Regions from separate parts of the Hordeum vulgare genome. Here region 1 is linked to region 2. A link is a contact called in public Hi-C data. All regions are on one chromosome and are shown on one strand. The core of a region is the stretch at or near the end of the contact, and the rest is flanking DNA. Distances in the headings are between cores, read along the strand shown.

What was found. Hi-C and Micro-C count contacts between places; a contact is called where the count stands out from the background.
Region 1: a contact with region 2 is called in a Hi-C map of leaf, with 2.6 times the contacts expected there. The contact joins two enhancer-like sites. A contact is called at or near these places in 2 of 6 Hi-C or Micro-C datasets (leaf and seedling).

What each region holds. Positions count from the first base shown.
Region 1 is chr1H:386,894,250-386,899,839 of MorexV3_pseudomolecules_assembly, forward strand. No RefSeq gene overlaps it. Among protein-coding and RNA genes, the nearest start is that of LOC123439464, 140 kb to the right of the region's middle. Within about 2 kb of position 4,307, at least 3 of the 3 cell types and tissues checked have open chromatin away from gene starts, as enhancers often do. A contact at or near this core is called in leaf and seedling, where this site is marked.
Region 2 is chr1H:386,727,698-386,733,089 of MorexV3_pseudomolecules_assembly, forward strand. No RefSeq gene overlaps it. Among protein-coding and RNA genes, the nearest start is that of LOC123411744, 210 kb to the left of the region's middle. Within about 2 kb of position 1,479, at least 3 of the 3 cell types and tissues checked have open chromatin away from gene starts, as enhancers often do. A contact at or near this core is called in leaf and seedling, where this site is marked.

The DNA.
Region 1 (5,590 bases), core at 3,057-5,556, 170 kb after region 2:
CATTGTGGTGTAAAGCTCCGGCGAGCTTCATGGTCTCCAATTAAGTTCTGAAGACTGTCCTTGTAATTTTTATGGGTTGGGTGATCGCTCGCAAGGGTTCCAATTGTATGGGTTTGGTGACCGCCCCCAAGGGTCGCAATTTGTACGTGTTCGGTGACATCCCTAAAGGATCCCTTAGTGCAATCATGACATCTTGCATAGTGCGATGGCGTGAGGAGAATATGGTGACACTAACAACATTTAGGGGCGGGGGGCATTTTGCCTCCACACCGCTCTAACGTAGATTAGCATCTGCAAGTGTGTGAACTTCGGGATACATCATCATCTTCACGTGTCTCGATTATCTCTTACCCGATCATTTTTACTTATGCACTTTACTTTATCACACCCTTCATGATTCATGTCATATATCTTGCTATCACATAGTTGTTTATCTTTCTTAGTATAAGTTGTTAGTGCACATAGTTGAGCCTAGTATATTTAGGTTTTGTCATTGACAAATTAAATCGTTGGTTTTATTCTACATTTGTACAAGACTAAACCGTAATTGTTTTAAAGCACCTATTCACCACCCCATTGGGCAATACCCACGTCCTTCGAGTAGACATGATGAACTTGTGATACTTTTCAGGTATATGAAACATCCATGCTTATGGTGCTTCTTTTGCAAACGTTGTTTTGATTGTTGAAATCTCATTCATTTGTCTTGGTACATGAAGTGATATGGGTTACTCATGAAGGTTTTAAGAAGTGTATATAATAATAAGTACCATATAGGGTTTGAGAGTACACATAAGGCGAAGGATGATTACTTCAATTTTGTGCTAAAAAAGAAGAACAATCGTGAAGTAGGTAAGATCGGGCCCGACAAAGTCTATGAAGTTTTTCAAACCCATTTAGCGTGATCTTACCTATGGGATTTAAAAAATGCATGTGTTTTTCAAAACTCTTAACAAATTTTTTAAACATCGTCTTTTCATATTTGGTTCAGGGTTTAAAAAGTTTCTTTTTCAAAAAAATTGTTCACAGGTCCATTTCCCTCTCTTTTTTCCAAACTTATTTGGTGTTTGAAAAAATATTATCATTTTCAAAAAATATAACTCATTTTAGAAAAAACTTCTTATGTCTTCAAAACTTGTTCGTTTTTTCCAAAACAATATTCATAATTTCGGAAAATTGCTCGCATTTTCAATTTTTTTAGGGATTTAGAAATTGTCATTTAAAAATATCATGTTTTAAAAAAGAATCTAGAAATAAATAAATGTCATGTATTTCAAATAAATTTAGAATTACAAGAATCGTTTGAGTTTTCAAAGAATACTTGGAATTAAAAAGTTCTTCATAGTTTTCAAGAAATGCTTCAAAATATTTCAAAAATGTTTTCAAAAGTCAACATTACGGTGTGCTCCTAAATATTTCACGCTTCGTGTTATTGACTAGCAGTAAGCAGTTCCGTATCCTAGCATTATGAGTTCATGACTCTTGTTTAGTTTGATACTCCCTCTGTTCCTAAATATAAGTCTTTTTAAAGTTTTTACTACAGAATTACATACGGATGTATATAGACATATTTTAGAGTGTAGATACATTCATTTTGCTCCGTATGTAATCTTCTAGTGAAATCTCTAAAAAGACTTATATTAAGAAACAAAGGGGGAGTACCTCGCAAGCGCGAGGTTTATTTGGATTTTCATGGCACACGCTACAAAACATAACTCGCTTCGCATGGACCCACGTGTGTCACGCTGTTAAATGACACACAATACGTCATATAGAAGGTCCCATTCGTCCTGGTAAAGTTTAGTGTTGAATGATTTTGCAACTTTGCATGATAATGCCACCGCGAAGAATATATCTCCCTCATAGCGATACCATGCCGACCTATTTTTCATTTTTTTCCGTTCACTAGGTTTCTATTGAGACACTTGTAGTTTTGTTCGGTCACGACTCACGATAGTGGTTTTGGCTCGGTTTTCTTATTTCTTTATTGATTTTGTTTTCTCTTCGATTTCTTTGTTTCTGCACTTGTTTTCTCCGGTTTTTCTTTGTTTTTTTCACATGTTTTCTTTCTTTCTTGGACCCCACTATGTAGCGGCGCCGCATTAGGGTCTTTTCGTGTTGCGGCTCAGCTAATGCAACATTAGTATGCATGCAAAATTAGTGTGTCCCTTTAATCGCATAATTACATTACTTCACATACCTTGCACATGCGGCGGCAAATCTCATTCTTTTTATCATGCATGCATGCAATGACATCATCAAGATTCTCTTCAATATTTGAAATTCAAAATGTTTTATCTCTAAAACGACTAATTTGATCGATGATATGTTTTCACAATTGTCTTTGTTGCGATGATATCTTCGAAACTAGATCCCATATCGACATGTTTTGGCAACTTTTTTTCTTCCATATTTGCCACATTGTTGCACTTACTTGTCATATTTGTAAACACTTACTTGCCTAATAAAAAGTAACTGTTGCACTTACTTGTCATATTTGTAAACACTTAATTTACCGGTAAAAATATAACTAAATTTCCATGTTTTACAATTGCATGTAAAAATGACAACTTGAAATAATAAACCTGACAACCTTAAAACATGGCATTTTAGTTATTTTTTATTAAGCAACTTAGTGTTTACAAATATGATAAGTAAGTGCAACAATGTGGCAAATATGGACGAAAAAAAGAGTTGTCAAAACATATCGATATGGGATCTAGTTTCGAAGATCTCATCGCGACAAAGACAATTATAATAACAGATCATCGATCAAATTAATCGTTTAGAGATAAAACATTTTGAATTTCAAATATTGAAGGGAATTCTAATGACGTCATTGCATGCATGCATGATAAATAAAGGAGATTTATGGTTGCATGTTCAAACTATTTAAGCACTATAGCACACTAGATCGCATGTGTTTGCTTGACTTTTATAGTCATTAGCAAAAGTACTGTAGCACGATAGAGACGCATGATTCACATGCATTGCGTCGCCGCAGGGAAAGTCTATTGCGCGGCGCTTGTAGTTAGATTTTCCCTTCTTTCTTTCTCAGTTTCCACATTTTTATTTTTTTCCTCTTCACCCTTTTCATTATTTCTTTCTTGATTTTAATTGTTTTTTTATTTTTAATTTGCTTATGTACTCATGTTTTTTGTTTGCTTTCCCTTGTTTTATTTCTTTGTGAAGTTTCTTTGTTTTTCTTTTTCTTGGCACATGTCAACTTTTATGAACACACAACATATATTTTTAGTTTAGACATGAAATATATATTTGATAAAATTTCAAAAAAATTTAAATACAGGATTTGCATTTTTGTTTTAGTGTATGGTTTTGAGCACCTTTTGTATACATGGTCAATATTTTTAAATACGCGTTGATTTTTTTATTATGACAATGCAAACAATTGCTTAACATTGTTAAAATTTCACAGACATTTTTTGGTGGCACGTAAATATTTATTTAAAATGTTAAACACATTTCTTTAGTGGCAACAAACAATTTTAGTCATATGCAAACATTTTTTACATTGCATGATAAATTTTATGTACACGATTGAACAGTTTTTAAAGTACAAAAATATTACTTTTTTCGAACATATATTTGATGTCATTTTTTCTTCAAACACATTCAATATTTATGTGTACACCAGGTATTTTTTATATACACGTTTTTCTAAAAGAACCTATACATTTCCAAATACGTGATTAAATTTTGCAAAAAAATGATTTTTATATCTATTTTTTCATACACATTTTTCTAAAAGAACCTATACATTAGAATCATTATTGGCAGATAAGTTTAAGATTTTTCCAAAACATGATTAACATTTCTATACATATATTTTAGTTTTCTATTTTTTTCATACTACAAGAGCAACAAAGTCTTTAGTCCCAAACAAGTTTTGGTAGACTCCTTTTTTTCATACACATCATATATATTTTTTGTATACACCAGGAACATTTTTTATATGCACATTATTGTTCTTTAAATATGTATTTTGTTATCTGCTATTTTTCATACACATTGTACAATTGTTATGTACGCTAGTAACATTTTCCTGAACAGATTTAATATTTTTGGAGCGCGATTAAGATTTTTATGATTTGTATGTAAAATTTGTTTTGCAATATATGTATGTATAATATTAATAAATTTAGAAAATGCAAAAAAGAAAGATAAAGTTAAAAAAAAAGGTTGAAAACAAAAGCGTTGAAGGCTTGTAGTCCGCGCTGGAGCGGCTCATTACGACGGCTGCTTGAGGCTAGACTTTCTACCGTGTCGCGGCGAGCGAGACATAGTCGCGACCTCATGTCACAGCCTGATGTGACATCCCGACCAGGACTAAATCGATCCCGTTAAGGCCCATTCGGGTGCATGCATCCTTTTCCTTTTTTGCTAATGCTGGGTGCGTGTTATCAGGTGTGGATATTGTATGGTTCCTTTTCGCAGAAAAAAGGTGTGGACATGGTCTAGTATATGTCACTGTCAGCTTTTCCTTTAGGTGATCGCTATCATCGCTAAATGATTAGAAGATATGCCAGTGTCTTGCAAGGGATGATACTTAATTTGTTCAATTTCATCAACTTACTCAAACGCATACATATCCGGATGGTATAATCAAGCAACCTCTCCTATATCTCTCTCTATCCGCACCTTAGACACATCGAATTTGAATCATGTGATCCGTCGTGATCAGCTTAATTGTTTTCCTAGAAAAGAGGATTACACGGTTCCTGCATCTTGCATTCAATCATTGTATTGATTATTCATAAAAACTTTATAAAATAGTATATCAGGTTGTCTAAAGTCGTCATCTTAACAACAATTCTCGCTAGTTCTATTTACTTAATAAAGTGGTGTTAATAGTCCGAGCCTAATATCAAACATACATAGTACGAAAGCCTAATATCTAAAATGAATGCCCCAACCAAGCCATATACTGAGTTTTGACTATAAACCGGTCCGACGCACTCTCATGTATCATCCTCGTCGTCTTTCACCAATCCATCTTCAGAGAAGAATAACGCACCGACCTTGTCGGGACTCTCTGCCATCGACGTCATCATAACATCAGACAACGTCCTTCTCCTATGCGAGTCCATCTCCGGACATCGAACGATGAGTCTCCACTACGTCATGCCGTCGGGATCCGTCGTTGTAAGATGAAACATCGCTCCATAAAAATAAATTCCACTGACTAGCTTGGTTGTAATAACATCTTATATTATAAAATGGAGATAGTATTTATCTATGCTGGAGCACACCCTACATATCAATTAGCCACTACAATCACGTTGTCTTCATGATTCAAATACTGGAAGTACGCATTTTTTTCCTAGCAAACAAAACAAACAGGACCATTAGGAGAGAAGTTGCACTCAGCCGACGTGCTCTGCTCAACTCATCCTAGCCACCATCCCCAGTTCTGTCATTTTTAATTTCTGCCCTTGGATGTCCAAGTTAAACCAACGTGCATGCTGACTAGGTTTTGCTAGCTTTCCTCTAAAGTCATTCTGTTGGCCCCGACAGCGCGAAGGATTCTTTAAGTAGTTCTGAGCAGATAAGATAACGTTGCTGCCTTAGA
Region 2 (5,392 bases), core at 229-2,728:
CTGCCCCTTCCTTCCGTTGAAGCAAAGCTTGGCGGCCTCAACATCGTCGGTCGATATAGCCGCTTGGCGGCGACATGAAGGCACACAACTTCATTTCCCGCGACACCGGGCAAGGAGGTTATAGAGGCGAAGCTGGAGAGCACCATGACGTAGCTGGCGAAAGCAAAGCTTCAATTCTCGGGATTCATGGCCGGACACGGGGAACGGGCTCTGCCGCTCCATCGATCATAGATTAGGCATTTTAATTATACCTCTAGAGCAGGACGATCACCGCTTAGTTGATGTAAATGTAATGAAACTCGTCATGTTTATATGAAATCTGTCATGTATATATTAAATCCGTTATTTTTGTATGAAATCCGGCTATGTTCAAACGAACTATGACCCTATTTGCATGAATTTCGTTCGATTGGTTCAAATTGTTGTTAAAATATATGCGTCTACGGTTAGATGATGGTCTCCCGCATGTGTGTTTGTGGACCTTATAAAATTTATGAATTATCGTTGGAGATGCCCTTATAAAATTCTGTTTAGGTAAATATGTTGCTCCCAAGCTATCTTAATAAAATATGATCCTACGGCCACAAAGCCGGCAAACGCACGGTCGTTATCACTCGGTTGATTTGAATCATTTTCCTATAATAGACCGTTGCTAAAATCATGCTGGCTTAGGAAGAAAAAATCAAATATAAACTTTTTAATATTATAATCCTCATTTTTGGGGTCTAATCCTTTCTAGTTTCTACAAAGACTTGTGGAATCAAATAGACCTTCAGGCACGTGGCATGCGCGGTTGAGTATCTAGCAGCTGCTTCCGTTCCTGCAAAATCCAAGTAAGTGAAACGCACATAAATTATCTGAAGATTCCAACCCCTTCCAAAATTCCCATGAGTCTGAATATACAGGACCGAGGTCGGCTGTCTGGGCGAGTGGGTGCTTCCTTTTGTTTTCGAGTTTTTTCTGTGTGTTGACTTTATAACCAGCGCGTGGTTGTTTCCAGAGGTATACGCACACATGCGACAAGCCACCAAAGGAGGTGAGATATGATATCTACGGATTGGAAAATTCTCCAGCAGTCCGCGCGTTCAGATTCGCGGTGTGTGTAGCATGTTTCACCTGGCACGTACAGTGACCTACGAGTATTTCGTTTACACCGCACCCGGCACAAAATCACGGACGCAGGATTTGGTTCCCGCCTACTTTTCGATGTCAAATAGAACGTCCTCGTCCACCGTCTTCCCTAATTTTTTTCTCACACGGCGAAAACGACACGGTTGTCCGCATGCGTCGGGATTACGGGGACGTGGCCCCGGACGTGTCGATCGTGGCACATGCATGGCGCCCCGGCCGGAGCGGAGCATGATTGCGCCGTGTGGACTGTGGTTCGGGCGCGCCGACGCGGCAGCAGGGCTCTCGCCGGTCTCCTCGTCGAGCTGTCCCACCCGGTGCGGCGGTGTCCCCTCGCGCCCGACCGGCACCAGCACCGGCGCACCACGCGTGCAGGCCCACGCCCCACGCCGTCCTGTTCGTAAACGTAGGGGGTGTTTCTTTCCACAGGACTTTTTTGACACTTTTCTAGTATATTATTAGGGATAACATGGTCTTTTTACATGTCATTTAATGACCTCTAGTTCATATTTAGTCTTTGAAAAGAAACGGATAGAGACTTTTTAGTTGGGACAAAAAAAATCCTAAGACTTTTCAAAGAAACGGGCCGTAGCGTAGCTTGGCATCATCGCCTCAATCATGGCCATGACATGATTAGGTCTCGGCTCGGCGCCACCACCGCAAACGCTCACGCGCGCCCCACGTGCCGGCCCGGGCCGAGCGCCGGATTGGTTCGGGGACCAAGGTGGTTGGGCTGGGCCGCGGACGCCGAGACAGGGCTCACGTGGAGTGGGGCGGGAAACGGGGAGGGAAACCGGGGCGTGGTCACGTGGAGCCGGTCGTCCGGGCTCCGGCGTCCCTACGTCAGGTCGGACTCGGGCGTAGGAGGACGAGAGCTGCTATGCTAGGACAACGACGACGAGGAGGAGGAATGCGCGCGCGGGCGCCTGCGGCGTCAGTCGCTCTGTGCGTGCGCCCGACCGACAGCACCCACCTTCCCCAATCATTGACATTCTCCTCCTCCGCGCCCCTTTCGTTCCACTTTTGCTTGTTTCCTTTCTCACTTTCCATGGCCATGGCCGGGCCTTTCTATCAACGAATGCCCTTTGGAATCCGGCTTGACATTCCCGTTTCACCCGGGTTAAATCCCACGCGACCTGGGTGACGCAGCGCTTAGCAATATCTTCGTCGAATCAGCGCTAGTCATTGTTCAAAGATCGCACCCACCCGTCCACCACTGTAGATATGACTACTTACTCTACTACTCCATGGGATCTCGGTCTTGTGGCCAAGCCATGACGCTCGATTATTCTATGTGCTCCCGTCGTTGATATTTTAAATTTTCTCTGGAATTTAACCAGCTAGCTTTGCTTGGTATGTCAGCGCTTGCAAGCTGATCGGGTTCCCCTGGTCCTATGGCCACGGCCAATTATTTGTTTGGCCATGAGTGGCATGATTATGACCAGGACCCGTGCAGATGCCGCGTGCATCAGTTACCCCGGTTGGGCCACTCTCGATTAACTATTGCCTGAACCATGCTTAATAATTGCGCCATGCATCACGTATATGGATCAAGTACGCATGTCGGGTATAAAGCGTGCATGCCGCAAGTTTAGTGAGTCGATTCCACCTCCATTCCGGTGGCAGCTAGTACATCATGGGCATAAATAGATCCCCTCCCCAAACTAGCACCAATCCGGCCTATCCCATGCTCGCGTACGTGTCGTAGAATAGTCTAAAACTAGCCAGAAAAATGCCATCGGACACGTACGCTGCTCCAAGAACCTTCATGCAAGTTGCCAATTTGTGTAGCACGTACGTAGCACCACCCATGGAGCCACAACTGTAACACCGCTATGGATCACAGGAATTTAATACTCCTACTCCTACTACTAACAAGCTAGCAGAAAGCAGATGGATCAACGATAAACCGTGCATGGCGCGGCATCTGTATGCACATGCATGCTTCCCGCCACGTCCTGAACACGTGGCCCGTCGCTGCATGCAGAGGGCAAGCTTGGGAGCCAAGCGTGCCGTGGAGCCTGAATGATAGACCAATAATCAGCATCAATAAGTTGATCAGAGAAAGTCTCAACGCTGACCGTACCCTGTGTGCGTAGTACAAGTAGTATACCTACCCTCCTGACTTAGCTTGGTCGCGAGGGCACGACGTTCAGCAACCACGTGTGGGCATGGTGGTGAGCGCGAACGCATGCAGGTACGACGACGCAGCATGTGCAGGTCCCCGTGCGGTGCTGAGCTGCTACGCTCTAGCTGGATCCATCCTATCGTGTCAGGTGACGTGGGGATATGACCCGGCCAAGGCCAAGGCTGGTGTACCTACGTCTACGTGCAAGTGCAATCATATGCGATCGCGTGGGAACTGGGTAGCTATACCTTGGCTAGTTCTTGATCAAAGCGATGCAGTTGTTTCCAAAACCAAGGATTGCTGCCACGTAAGAATCGGCCGATTAGTTACAGTGTGTGCATCGAGCCAATGACCAGCTAGCAGGTCATGGATATTCCAAAATTAATCCTACAATAGTAGCAGTACCATGCATATTCTTGTGCTATCTTGAGACCATAGGCCCATACAGCGGTGTACACATATACTTTGTCCGTTCCTAAATACGGTATTTATTTTTTAGAGATTTTATTGATAGACTACGTAAAAAAAATAAGTGAATCTACAGGTTACACTGCATCTATAGACATTTGTATGTAGTTTTTATTGACTCTCTAAAAGTATTTATATATTTATAAATGAAAGGCTTAGCATCGTGTTATATTCTACCGCCAGGACCCACAACTCCTACTATACAAGTATGGAAATATCTGCGAACCAATCTGTGGTTGAATGGTTAGAGGAACTGTTGTATCACCAGCTCATCAAGGTTTAAATCCTGATGCTCGCTTTTATTTCTGGATGTATTTTAGAATTTTCGGCGATGCACATTCAGTGAAAGAAGATGTTTTCGTCGATGACGAGGTGTCTATGCTGACTATGTAAATTTCAAGATGATATGCCGACTCAGTTTCTCGAAGATGCTCACATGAATAAAACGTATGTGTGTGTTATAAAGATGAGTGTGTATGCACGTGTATATGAACACTTGCTTCTGTACTGTGTTAAAAAATATGAAAATATCTTATCGTCGATCGTTCGCCCTTTGATTTTGAGAGAAGGATGAGAACGAATATTTCGGTCCTGTAGTCCAAGCTTCAGAATCTTCCCATGCATTTCGGTATCGTATGTACGTAGAGTGTTCTTGATTTACAGCTACACATCAATTGTGTTTGAATAATGAATACTATACGTGCATGTCGGCTCACAATTTGGACTGGTTGACACGAGCGTGGCCCCGGCAACACATTCTCAGAGTATAGGTCCTGGATGTGGCAACCTATAGTATTAACTAACTGGATGCGTCAACGGGTTGGAGTACCAGTCAATTAAGAAATCCATTGTCGCTAAGCTATCATTGTCGCTAAACTATTTAGTCCCTACACAAAAAGTTCCATGGCTCAGCTTGCACTCCTTCATCATATGGATAGGAGTAGCGGCAAATATTGTTAAGATGGCGGATTCAGACATATTATTGTACTACTTTGTAAGATTTTCGAAAATAATTAATAAAATGATCGCATACATCTCCGAGATGCAGAGACCGGGATCATCCTCCTTTTCTAAAAAAAAACATCAAAAAATCCCTGAAAAGAAACACCCCATAACTGGACGTCTTGAAGTCAGAATCCAAGCTACTAAAGGTTAAGTGCGTAGAGATGGACAGATGGTGACTGAGAAATGATCGAGAAGGATCATGAATTCAACGCAGCAATCAAGGGATCATGTTCCCTTGAAGAACTACTATACTGGAGTCGTATGTGGCTGGCTAGCGACGATGCGTACTAGTCCTCCTCCGGCGATAGGAAATTGATCGGTTATTAACCACCACTGTCACCACTAAATCAGGGACCAGCCAAGTGGTAATAGGTGTGTTTCATTATTATTTTTTGCTCTCGGGCTCCATGGATTTAGAAATTATAAATAAATACGCAAGTACTTATCCATGTACATTAAATGTGTATGAAAATTCATCAATAAAATATATTTTAATGTGAGCTGTAGAAAATAAAATCATGTGCTTATATAATAAATAGTACATCAATACGAACTTAAGCAATTTTAAAATGAAAAATGTGAAAACCGAGAAAGTAATGAACAAAAACGATGAAAAAGGGACAAAAAGGAAAAGCATCTAACCAATAAAATTGAGAAATTAAA